2 separate regions of the Triticum aestivum genome follow, and region 2 is linked to region 1. The links are chromatin contacts, called in public Hi-C maps. All regions are on one chromosome and are shown on one strand. The core of a region is the stretch at or near the end of the contact, and the rest is flanking DNA. Distances in the headings are between cores, read along the strand shown. Region 1 holds the start of LOC123085221. Region 2 holds the start of LOC123085225 (transmembrane 9 superfamily member 3).

Region 1 (6,374 bases), core at 2,698-5,197:
GTCAAGGCCAACGTCTTCGGTGGTGTTCGTCCATTGCTCTCGTTCCTCGAAATATAATTTCCACATTCCTTCATGCGTAGTGCCGAAGAAGTGCTGTAAAGTCCGCCGCCCTTTTGGGTTAAACTCCCACATACGAAGAGGTCATCGCTGACACGGCAGGATCCGGCGGACTAGCATTATTTGAACGATGCTCACAAGATCGATGCCCTTCTCGGTAAGGCATCAGATGCGGCTTTGCAGAGTCTGCACTTCATTGATGGATCCCCAGTCCAATCCCTTATTGACCCATGAAGCAAGCTGAATTGGAGGACCGGGTCGGAACGCAGGTGTAGCCGCCCACTTGGAGCTCCGCAGCTCGTTTATATAAAACCACCCCTGCTGCCATAGGTCGAGAGATTTGGCAAAATATCCTTCGGGCCAATCCGCGCCGGCTAGCCTGCCTATTATGACGTTGCTGCACTCTGCCTGCTCCTCCTCTGTCACCTGCAGCCTCACACCAAAGGTCTTGAGCCACAAGCCAAAGTGCGGAGGAGTCCGGAGTAAGGCCTCACACGTGATGATAAATGTTGAGATGAGGAGAATAGAGTCTGGGGCCAGATCATGAAAATCTAGTCCATAGTAGAACATGAGCCCCGGGACGAAGGGGTTAAGTGCGAACCCTAGCCCATGAAGGAAGTGGGATACAAATACTACCCTCTCGCCAGATCTGGGGGTCGGTATAACTTATCCTTGTGTCGGGAGCCGATGAAAGATTTTCGAGGTCAAATACCTCGTTGCGCGGAGCTTCGCAATATCCTCCTCTGTGACAGAATTAGCCACCCACCGGCCCTGATGGTTGGATCCGGACATGACTAGGGCTGGTGGCGATTGGAACCCGAGGGTTGGAACTTGGGGTGGCTGGGGTTGAGGAAGAAGCAAGTGCAAGGGAAGAAAACGAGACTGGGTCTCTATATAAAGGCTCCAAGTATTGGGCGTCTCCCCCAGGGTCTCTAAGCTTACCTATTACCAAGGAGTTGTACCCAGGGGACGGTTGGGTTACCCACGCCCGCGTTAATGAAAATCCCGTAAATAAAGGGACACGATCTCTGCCTCGATAAGACGTGCCAGTAAAACCGCACCGCGAGGCGTGGGGCGGCTCGCTAGCTGACGGTTGGAAATAGCAACCAGGCAAGCATGATATGATGTCATGAACAGTTATCAACAAGTTGGGCTCGTGGGGTATTATATTCTCTGCCATTATATACACAGGTCCGGATATACTTACTTCGTCCGAAGACTATTCTGGAGTTCGGAAGGAGGGAACCCGCCTTGCAATGCCGAAGACGAATCTGCGCGCCGGACTCCTCGTCATTGAAGCCTGGTTCAGGGGCTACTAAGGGAGTCCTAGACTAAGGGGTCCTCGGGCATCCGACCATTTATCTATGGACCGGACTGATGGGCTGTGAAGACATGAAGGCCGAAGACTGCACCGTGTCCGGATTGGACTCTACTTGGCGTGGAAGGTAAGCTTGGCGACCGAAGATTCCTTCTTATGTAACCGACTCCATGTAAACCCTAGATCCCTTCGGTGTATATATAAACCGAAGGGGATAGTCCGGAAAGGACATCAGATATACTCATTACCATACCCACATAGGCTAGACTTCTAGGGTTTAGCCATTACGATCTCGTGGTAGATCCACTCTTGTAACACTCATATTCATCAATATCAATCAAGCATGACGTAGGGTTTTACCTCCATAGAGAGGGCCCGAACCTGGGTAAACATTGTGTCCCCCGCCTCCTGTTACCACCGATTCTAGATGCACAGTTCGGGACCCCCTACCCGAGATCCGCCGGTTTTGACACCGACATCAGCCGCAAGTAGAAAAGTTTGCACGCCATTAATGAACTCGGGAGAGCATCGGTCATCGTACATCCATTGTCAGCTCATCTTTATTACACAACACCAAAAAGACCAAATTAATACAAGTTCATACATAAAGTTCATACAACACTTAAATGCAACATATAAATAGCTCTCTAGCTAAGAATTTAAATGCAACAACAAATGCGATCAAGATCGCAACTAAGGTAACAATTGATCCAACATCATAATGATATCAAGCCTCACTATGAATGGCATATTTTCTAATCTTTCTAATCTTCAAGCGCATTTTCTCCATCTTGATCTTGTGATCATCGACGACATTGGTAACATGCAATTCCAATTCCATCTTCTCCCCCTCAATTCTTTTCAATTTTTCTTTCAAATACTTGTTTTCTCTTTCAACTAAATTTAACCTCTCGACAATAGGGTCGGTTGGAATTTCCGGTTCACATACCTCCTAGATAAAAAAAACTATGTCAATTTGATGGGCATAATTTGTCATAAACACGAAATGCAACAAAATAGTTATAAAAGAAAATATACCACATCCGAATCATAACCCGGACGAGGGCCGAAGGGGGCGGATATCAAAACCATGGCACTATGAATAACAAACAACGTACGGGTAAGATAATTATACAAGTAACTATATATCTAAATCACACAAACATAAATTTTTTATATAAAAAAGATAAGAACAATAGGCTCACCAGAAGGTGGTGCCACGGTGCGGGCGATCGACGGTGGTTACGACGGAGATTTAGAAGCCACTAAGTAAACCACACCTACATATGCAAACTAAGTGTTATTTTGACCTCAAATTGCATATAAATCAAATACTACCACATATAATTCCTCCCAAATTACTAAAATCCACAAATTAATCACTATATAAACCATTGCAAGAGCTAATCTAGCAATGAGAGATGAAAGGACAAAGTTGCTAACCTTTGTGATCATTTGAATGGATGGGGGGTCTTCAAATCTTGACAAAATTTGGATAAATTTTGTGATGAGCTCGAGAGGAAGGGAAGAACAGAGGAGAGGGGAAAGGGGGAAGGAGCGAGCTCGGGTGGACGAAGGGTTTATATAGGGCGACCTTTAATACCGGTTCGTGGCATGAACCGGTACTAAAGGTGATGGTGGGGCCCTAGACTGACAACATCCTGCCACCACTCTCATTAGTACCGGTTCGTGGCACGAACCGGTGCTAAAAGTTCGGCAAGAACTGGTACTAATGAGAGCGGCCCGGCTAGCCGTTGAAACCGGCACTAATGGACACATTAGTGCCGGCTCAAATTCAAACCGGCACTAATGAGCTGAACATTTGACCCTTTTTCTACTAGTGATTCTGGAGGATTCTAATCCTTAGGAACTTTCCCTATGTGGGTTGTTTGATTTGTAGGATTGTAAACCATAGGAATTTTTTCATAGGATTCATTTGCACTAGATTTCATAGAAAATTTTCCATCCACTCAAACCTCTTTAAAAGAATCTTACCTTTTTCCTATGCACAATCAAACACTCATACAATCATGTAGGATTCAAGATAACATGCAACTCTAATCCCATGTTTTCTCTATTCCCGCGTTTTGAAAATCCTGCGAATCAAAGAGACCCTTATGTTGTGGTTTATATGAAATTTGGCATATCCATCACACACAACGTTTGAAGTTTTAGTTAATCACTAGCTTTATCATGTTGTTCGAAAGAGCTTTCATGTTGTACGCTTTTCGTTTCGACTCCATAAAGGAATAGATGCATAGTTATCTACTTTATTGTAACTCTGTGTATCATGTGTATCTATTAACTCTTAATCTGGTCATTGTATGCAACCAAGTGCCGCCTAGTTCATCAAACCAGCCCAACAACATGTCACTCTGCAGTCAGTCTATATACATCCTATCAAACTATGCACAAAACATGAATTTTGGCAGTATTTTACTCATTCATGTCCACCTCACAATGACCCTAAAATGATGCAACCTATCAAAACCGTCAGAAAGATCCACGGAGGTGGCACGTTCGGCGTATGGTCCTTCCCTTGGCTCCATGATGACTTTCTCCGAGAGAAAAAAAAAAGCAAAATCCGGCTCGGACGAGCTGACGAGCACGCTCTACGGCCTTCTAGAACCCTCCTCCCCTTTCCATAACAGAGTCGAACATCGCCATCACCTCCTTCCATTTGAGGCCTCCAGCCTCCGATCTATACCCCGATCGAGCCTCGCCGGACGGAGGCGCCCCCCATGCCACAGCCCTAGCGGCGTCAATCTCACCAGCCCAAACCCCGCCGCCCGCCCGCCATGTTCGGCGTCGTGTTCCCGGACCACACCTTCCCGCTGGACGCCACCGCCTTCGCGCAGGTCGCGCCGGCCTCCTGGCTCCTCGACCTCTCCACGCTGTCCCTCCCCTCCGCGCCCCGCTCCGCCGTCGTCTTCCTGCTCCCGCCCGCCGCGGCCGCGCTGCCCCCGGGCAAGGCCGTCGCCGTCTACTACCAGGCGGCCGCCAACCGCCCCTTCGCCTTCCTCGGCGCGCTCGGCCCCGCGCGCCCCTCCGCTGCCCTCCAGCTCCCGGAGGCCGGGGACGAGCCGGAGCCCCCCGCCGGGCCCGCCAAGCTGGGCGTCGCCGTGGAGGACGCCGCCGCGCTGCCCTCGCCCCCCGACGAGCAGCGCGCCGAGCGCGTCGCGCTCCGCGTCGGCGAGAACCTCTTCAATTTCATGCAGTCCTTCTGCGCCGCCGACGGCGGCAAGCTGGTGGTGCCCACGGATATCCTGGACCGCTGGTTCCGCAAGTTCCAGGAGAGGGCCAAGAAGGATCCCACCTATCTGAAAAGCTTTGACTTCTGAAACCAAAGCTTTAGGTATTCCTTCTCCTACTCTCAGTGTATTGGTTACTCCATTCTTAGGTTCCTTGGGTGCGAATTGGTACAGGAATGCTTAGTCTCATTGCAGTACTCCTGTACCAATTGGTGCGGAGTAGGAGTTACAAGGGCGACACCACCTCCCTGGTAGTTTAAGATCGTGATCTACAAGAGGGGCTGAGGGGGAGATGTCCTAAAAAGTGTAGTGTTCTTGGGCCTCTTAATTCGTCAGCTATGAGATCTGGTGTTAATTTTCATTGTTTGTGCGAGTTCATGACGTTGATTGCAGCATAATATGAATATGCCCCGGTGAGATGTGTGCTGATAGAAGCTTGATGTTAAATATATTATCCCTTTATGGAAAAATGTTGTTTTAAGAAGCACGTCTTGTGGGAGAGAGATTGGAGATTGAATGTTTGTGCGTACTGACGTGTAAACAATTTGGAACTACCAATTGCTTTAAATCTTGATTTAGTATTACAACTGAACCTAATTCGAATTGGATGTCAGCATGAAGTGTATGTTTTGAGGACGTATTAGATTCTTCGTTACTCATCTTTACTCCTGCAAATATAACGCCCTAGCCCAAATTTGATTAGTGCCTTGTGTGTATTACCCCTTGTCCCCTTCCAAGGGTTGATGTCACTGGCAACATACCACTAACTGGCAGATGCAGCATACTGCTAACTGGGAGATGTCTAGGATCACGCATCAGCACATACGTGGTGTCGTTGCCCTTCAAGAGCAACACTCACAGGTGGCCCATGCAGAGAGTTTGCTTTGATACAATCAAACTCGATCCGCCTAGCCTGGCAACCACCATGACCCCTCCATATCCTGAACTAAACCATTCAAGAAACATATCCGTAGAGCAATCTTGAGTTAAGGACTTACTCCCTCCGTCCGGAAATACTTGTCCTCGAAATGGATAAAATGGATGTATTTATAACTAAAATAAGTCTAGATACAACCATTTCGAGGACAAGTATTTCCGGACGGAGGGAGTACTAACTGAGAACCACGGATAGACACGCAAGCGTAACTACGGCACCTTGATAAGAAAGTGAAAAACCCATCTTTAAAATCTAATGTTCAGTTCTTCTCAGTAAATATAAATGTCTGATTGTTCCAACATAAATTATATAGTACCAATCAAATTGAACTTGTGCAAAATATGCTGCCAAAAAAATTATTTGATTCTAAATTTAATTAATTACCAGCTGGTAGTTGGGCACAAAGGAATTTACTTTTGCCATCCATGTTGAAGTATGGGCATAATTTTTTCCAAACCTTTGACGTACTACCCACTACAAGTGGAGTAATTGGGCCATCCGGAAGTGAAAAACCTATCTTTAAAATATAATATTCAATTCTTCTTGATAAAAATAAATGTCCGATGGTTCCAACATAAAATATACAGTACCAATCAAATTGAACTTGTGCAAAATATGCTGCCAAAAAATTGTTTGATTGTAAATTTACTTAATTACCAGCTGGTAGTTGGTTACAAAGGAATTTATTTTTGGCATCCATGTTCAAGTATGGCATATTATTTTGTCCAAACCATACTACCCACAACAAATGGAGTCATTGGGTCATAAGTGGATAACAAGGTTGTCCTGAAAACTCACGACAAATGGAGTC
Region 2 (6,864 bases), core at 333-2,832, 690 kb before region 1:
TGTAAATGTTTTCATTGAGCTCTATCATCCAATAAGTTCGGGCAACAAAATGACTTTCTCTGTAAAATATATATTCACTGAAATCTCATTTTGTTTCCACGTCGTGTATAATCCATGGTTCCGTAACAAGGAACCAATAGAACAACAGACATGCTTCAAATTGGAACCAGCATATATTTCTTCAGTTTTATTATGCTTTTGTCAACAAGAGGTTGGAGTTGGACTAGGATTTTTCTTACATCTGCGTTTCTTTCAGGCTCTATGGTTGAAACCAGACGACCAGTTTTGCACTGACATGCTAACATTAGCTCTCGAGACCAGTTGCCAAAGCACCGCTCGGAGAAAATAGTTTAGGCATGATAGCTGTTTGCAAATTGCAAAAGCGCTGTTGTAACTTAAATGGGTGTTGCTCTGACATCAAATCCATTCATTTGTAGCCAATTGTTGTAAAGTCATATCTGTAGTATGTAATCGCTCTCAAGTTCATATGTAACCACCCAGACAGATTCTGGATTTGTGGTGCAATATTGAGATTTTGCTGAAATTTTCCAATGTAAATATTACAATTATTTTTAACAGGCAATGTCGTCCATGAATATCCTGTACTTTATTTTGTTACTTATTTCCCCCTTCTGTTGAGCAGTTATGTGGACCCTGACGCGGAATACTATCGTTTATTCGGGGGTTGACTAAAGTTCCGTTTGGGATATTGTGATTTCATTAATTAGCGTGGTAAGATGCATATAGATTTCCCTGCAAAAAAAAGAGATGCATATATATTCTTGTGCCCGTTTCCCTACTTTTGGATTCTTTTTGATACAACTTACCACATAGCACGTGGTTAGATTCTTGTGTCCTTGGTAAGACCTGTCAGTCTTGATGGTTCGATTTTGACTGAGTTCAGGTCAAACTGAAGGGGGTAATTTAGAGCCATTCTGAACAAAGAAGTAGCGCTAAGTGTGCTCACTAATTCCAGTCTCGTTGTGATTGAAACTTTTTCATCATGTGTTTTTTATCGTGTTCATCTTAAACGGTACGGTGCTGATTTCTGAAAGATTGCAATCTAACGGACGGGGTTTTGAATCTCCATCGTCTAGATTTCGGGTGAAAACCCGTCGTCCTTATAGCACCGCCCTTTTTATTGTGTGTGGATCTGGAAATGTTGTCTGTTTTCTACTAGGAGCCTTTCCATGGTGTGTCCAATTATGAAATCCCTTTTTCTGTTTTTAGGAGGCTGTCGGTGGTTGTGCCTTAGGACGCAAAACGCGAGTTCATTGATAATTAACTAACTACTAGCAGTAGTATAGTATACTATGGGCGTAACGAGATTTGATAATGCGGTCAGGCCAAAAAGGTGGTAAAGAGACTTGCACCAGACTCCTCCACCCGGGGGAGCCAGAGCGACCGACGCGTCGACCAAATTGTGGGTTCGCTAGCTGACCAATGCGCACAAAGGCGAGCCAATCGAGTGGCACATCGCCACCTTCCGCCACCACCCAACCCAACCCAACCCAACCATCACGAGAGAGAGAGAGTGAGGATAAAAAAAAAAGAGAACGCCATCCGAGAAGGACCTGAGCCAAACCCACCCCGCGGCCAGAGGCCAGAGCCAGATCTCCTTCCATCCTTCCTTCCTCCTCCGGCGCCCTCTTCTATTTCTATTAAGAAGGAAGGAAAGCAAGCAGGGCGCCACTCAGATCTCTCCGCCCCTTCCTCGCCCCCCTCGTGCCCCCCACCCTCTCGTCAACGCCGCCCCGCCCGAGGAGAGGAGGAAGGACGAGCCATGGCATCGCCGGCCGCGCGCGCGGCCTCGGCGCTCCTCCTCCTGCTCGCCCTCGCCGTCGCCGGCGTCCTCTCCGACGGCTCCGACCACCGCTACAAGCTCGGCGACCCCGTCCCGCTCTACGCCAACAAGGTCGGCCCCTTCCACAACCCCAGGTCAGCCAGATCTCCCTCCCATCCCTCCCATCCCTCCCTCCCTCACCGAGATCCCTTTCGGTTCATTCCCTGTCCGTGCGTGGGGGGTCGTCGGATCCGTCGGGTTCCGCGGGAGAGTGCGCCGTGCCGTCTATTGCTCCGGTCTGATACAATGGTCTGGGTTGGAGGGTTTACGCTGCGTCACGATGGTCATCACCGCCTAGTTTCGGGGGAGATCTGGCGGAGAGCTCCGGGGGTGGTGGATTGGGCGGCATCGCAACTGGTTCAGTGCGCTCCGGATCTCCTTCACGTAGGCTTCTATTTATGTCTGTCTTCAGTAGAGTGTCGTTTGTTATTGGTTCGGGCGCCAATTTTGGATGTATCGAACGAACACTTTTGTCTGCAGCGTTAGGAACCGGATCTGTTTGCTAAAGCAGATTTCTGCCCCTCTACAAACGTAGTAATCCTCACGCCTTGCTTCCTTTCCTTGCAGCGAGACGTACCGCTACTTCGACCTCCCCTTCTGCTCCCCGGGTTAGTTCCTCACCATTCCGTCACTTGCTTGGTTTAGTAAGTTCTCTCTCGAACTATGTAATGCTTATTATGTGTGGCTTTGATTTCAGAGAAAGTGAAGGAGAAGAGCGAGGCCCTCGGCGAGGTCCTCAATGGGGATCGGTTGGTCGATGCACCCTACAAGCTTGATTTCCGCACGGATCATGATTCCAAGGCGGTTTGCCCCAAGAAGCTTACCAAGGAGGACGTGGCCAAGTTCCGGAATGCCGTAGCCAAGGACTACTACTTCCAGATGTACTACGATGATCTCCCATTGTGGGGATTCATCGGTAAGGTCGAGAAGGGAGGCAAGCCTGACCCGAGCGAGTGGAAGTACTACCTCTACAGGCACATTATCTTTGACATCCTCTACAACAACGACCGTGTCATTGAGATCAATGTGCATACCGACCAGAGTGCACTGGTTGACCTGACAGAGGACAAGGAGGTTAATGTGGACTTCCTTTACACTGTCAAGTGGAAGGAGACACCTACACCGTTCGAGAAGAGGATGGAGAAGTATTCCAGCTCCTCCAACATGCCGCATCACTTGGAGGTCCATTGGTTCTCCATTATAAATTCTTGTGTTACGGTCCTTCTCCTCACAGGGTTCTTGGCAACAATCCTCATGCGAGTTCTGAAGAATGATTTTGTTAAGTAAGTTTCCACCAAACTTCATTTATGTGAATAACCGATTCACTATTGCTTCTACAATGTTAAGTTTTGGTGTACCCCTACTGCATTGCCATACATTACAGAAACAAACAAACTCACGATATAGGCTTTGTTTTATTCCTCAGTTCTTACTGCAAAATACTCATATCTGAAAGACTGTTTAGGGCCTGTTTGAATAGTATTATTCCGATAACGCAGGGATATACTATTTTTTTTGCAATTGCAATGTCATGTGATTAAGTTTGCACCGAAGGTTGTTTGATTGCACCATAGGAAAAACAAAGGAATCTTTCCAATAGGTTTCAAGTCAATGGGTCAAGTCCTACAAATCAAACAGAAGGAAATTTCCTAAGAATCTTTTGAATTAAAGAGTCCCTCTATCTTTTGGCAATCTGTCATGGATATATTTGTTCTCTTGTCGTGAATGGATATATTCTCTTACATCCATTATTCCATTTATCGATCCAGCCTAATTGCTTCCAGCCAGCTCCACCATTGATTCTTCCAGCGCTTATTTCAGCCAGATGTTAGAGATGGCAAAAGTTACTGTCCCTAGATTCTAATTAGAAAAAAGATTTTACAGTCCCCTTCTAAGTTCTCTTGGGTTGCTACTTAGCTCAATTTGGTATGGCTGGATTGTTTTGAATGTCAGCTGGGCAAGCTTTGTGAATGATGTGCAAATCTAGTATCTTTATAGCATTCACATACAAATGTTTGGTCAGAATGCAAGGAAGCAACCTATTGACTGGTTATTAGTTTTTACCTTTAGGTCTATGCTTTATCCCTTATATTGGATGGTGTTCTGCAGTTGAGGATGTAGGTCGCTACATGATGTAGAATAAGTGTATGAAACAGATTACTTCATGGTCATATTCGTATTTTGCCCCTCTGTCTTTTGGCAATCTGTCATGGATATATTTGTTCTCTTGTTGTGAACGGATATATTCTCTTACATCCATTATTCCATTTATCGATCCAGCCTAATTGCGTCCAGCCAGCTCCACCATTGATTCTTCCAGTTATTTCAGCCAGGTGTTATAGAGATAGCAAAAGTTACTGTCACTAGGTTCTAATTAGGAAAAAGATCTTACAGTCCCCTTCTAAGTTTTCTCAGGTTGCTATTTAGCTCAATTTAGTATGGCTGGATTGTTTTGCATGTCAGCTGGGCAAGCTTCGCGAATGATGCGCAAATCTAGTAATGTAGCATTCACATACAATTGTTTGGTCAGAATGCAAGCAGGCAACCTATTGACTGGTTATTAGTTTTTACCTTTAGGCCTATGCTTTATCCCTCATATTTGGATGGTGTTCTGCAGTTGAGGATGTAGGCCGCTGCATGATGTAGAATAAGTGTATGAAACAGATTACATCATGGACATATTTGTATTTTTCCCATTCTATGATGTAATCTAGCAATGGATTGACTGTGATTTCCTCAGTTTTGGTCTTCTCTATTGATATATTAAGAGCATCGATTGCATTTCTTTTCTATGTTTCTGAACATCATATATATTATTTGAAGGTATGCCCATGATGAGGAAGCAGCTGATGACCAAGAAGAGTCTGGATGGAAGTATATTCATGGTGATGTCTTCCGGTTCCCCAAGAACAAGTCATTGTTTTCGGCTGCTCTTGGCACTGGAACTCAACTGTTTGCTCTGTAAGTGCTGATGCATTCTTTTTTGGCTTTTATACTATTACCATACCGTGCATAAAATAAAATCATTTAGTTATCCCTTGGATTGCACATATCTAATGATCTTATTTGGACATGGCAGAACAACCTTTATATTCCTGCTTGCCCTCGTTGGAGTATTCTACCCTTACAATCGTGGTGCCCTTTTCACCGCATTGGTCGTCATCTACGCACTCACCTCAGGAATTGCTGGTTACATTGCAACCTCTTTCTATTGCCAGCTAGAGGGAATGAACTGGGTATGTGTTGATATCCCTAGATTATTCTGTTTAGTTTGATATTTTTGAAAGCATGCATTATATTTGTTCTATAGTTCTAACACTATGATTTTATGCTTGTATTCTCAGGTGAGGAACTTGCTACTGACAGGATGCCTGTTTTGTGGACCTCTCTTCCTGACATTCTGTTTCTTGAACACTGTTGCCATTGCTTATAGTGCAACAGCAGCATTGCCGTTTGGCACCATCTGTGTCATTGTGCTGATCTGGACCTTAGTCACATTCCCTCTACTAGTTTTGGGAGGCATTGCTGGTAAAAACAGCAAGAGTGAATTCCAAGCTCCTTGCCGTACCACCAAATACCCTAGGGAGATTCCTCCACTTCCCTGGTACCGGACAACAGTTCCGCAGATGGCTATGGCTGGATTTTTGCCTTTCAGTGCTATATATATCGAGCTGTACTACATCTTTGCTAGTGTTTGGGGCCACCGAATTTACACAATCTACAGCATTCTCTTCATAGTCTTCATCATCCTACTTATTGTCACTGCCTTCATTACTGTTGCGCTGACATACTTCCAGCTTGCTGCTGAAGACCATGAGTGGTGGTGGAGGTACAGCCATTTTTCTTATCACCATAATTTTGGCACTGGAATTGCAGCTTATTAGCAACATTATGGCATTAGTAAAGTTTGTTACAACTCATGAGTTCCTGAAATCTGTTACAATTCCTGATCTGGAGTCATGCTTTTTCAACCACAAGTCATGTTCTTACATGTAAACGTCATGAATACATTGTCATGGATACTGCATATGTTGATATGCTACAAACTTGGCATATAACATATCAGCATACATATTTTTTTTGTTGATGCAGATACATATTTAAATGTTTTAGAGATGATTGTCCAGATAAAGTACTTACAATAATTGTACCCTATTAAATTTGGATTTTTATCCGTTTTCCATCACTAGGAGGCGAGCTCTGCTCTGGTTAAATGACCGATCAAACAGATTATCAGCACTTTTGAAAGATGCCCATCCAACCAACAGCCATTTTTGCTTTTCCCTTTTCTGTTGGAAAATATTGTCATTGTGGTGCTGAACATTTTTTTTGTAAATTTTTCTAAACAGGTCATTCCTATGCGGAGGATCAACTGGATTTTTCGTCTATGGCTACTGTCTGTACTACTACTACGCGCGATCGGATATGTCTGGCTTCATGCAGACCTCATTCTTCTTTGGGTACATGGCGTGCATCTGCTATGCATTCTTCCTGATGCTGGGTATGGTGGGCTTCCGTGCCGCCTTGTTCTTTGTTCGGCACATATACAAGTCGATCAAGTGTGAGTAAAGTGTTGTTGGAGGATGAAGAGCAGCAAGCAGCAGAGTTGTACTCCTTTTTGGTGCCGCTAAGAAGTCCCAGTATAGAAAAGGTTAGCTCTCGCGTGCAACAGGAAGCAACTAGAAGAGATTGGCATGTTTGAGATTAGGCCATTATTCATAGGAAGAGGTAATGAACCTATAAAATTTCTTGTCATTGTGCGACCGGTATGATGAACCGTCTTTCCTTTGATCCCCCCCCATGTATTATGTGACGTCCAGACAGTATTACTTTGTTGAACCATAACCTATATAAATTTCTGTGGAAGTTCCTATGGCAGAATAACACACGTGTAGAGATGATGCCTCAAGAAGGGCATGTCCAGTCGATCTGTACCGTTGTACTCCTACTACTCTGTATCCTATGCGTTCTGGTTATATATTGTCAGGTTTTGAAACAGTATTTTCTTTGCAAACCTGGCA

The links. Hi-C and Micro-C count contacts between places; a contact is called where the count stands out from the background.
Region 2: a contact with region 1 is called in a Hi-C map of leaf, with 6 times the contacts expected there. The contact joins the promoter of LOC123085225 here to the promoter of LOC123085221 in region 1. A contact is called at or near these places in 2 of 5 Hi-C or Micro-C datasets (both in leaf).

Annotation. Positions count from the first base shown.
Region 1 is chr4A:73,433,396-73,439,769 of IWGSC CS RefSeq v2.1, reverse strand. LOC123085221 reads left to right here and starts at 3,947. Exons shown (of 2, transcript XM_044506844.1): 1 at 3,947-4,730. The coding sequence starts at 4,174. The coding sequence ends at 4,716.
Region 2 is chr4A:74,124,397-74,131,260 of IWGSC CS RefSeq v2.1, reverse strand. LOC123085225 (transmembrane 9 superfamily member 3) reads left to right here and starts at 1,582. Exons shown (of 7, transcript XM_044506849.1): 1 at 1,582-1,938; 2 at 2,411-2,451; 3 at 2,541-3,126; 4 at 4,667-4,804; 5 at 4,923-5,079; 6 at 5,188-5,672; 7 at 6,193-6,727. The coding sequence starts at 1,784. The coding sequence ends at 6,412. LOC123085227 (anaphase-promoting complex subunit 6) reads left to right here. Exons shown (of 15, transcript XM_044506852.1): 15 at 257-601.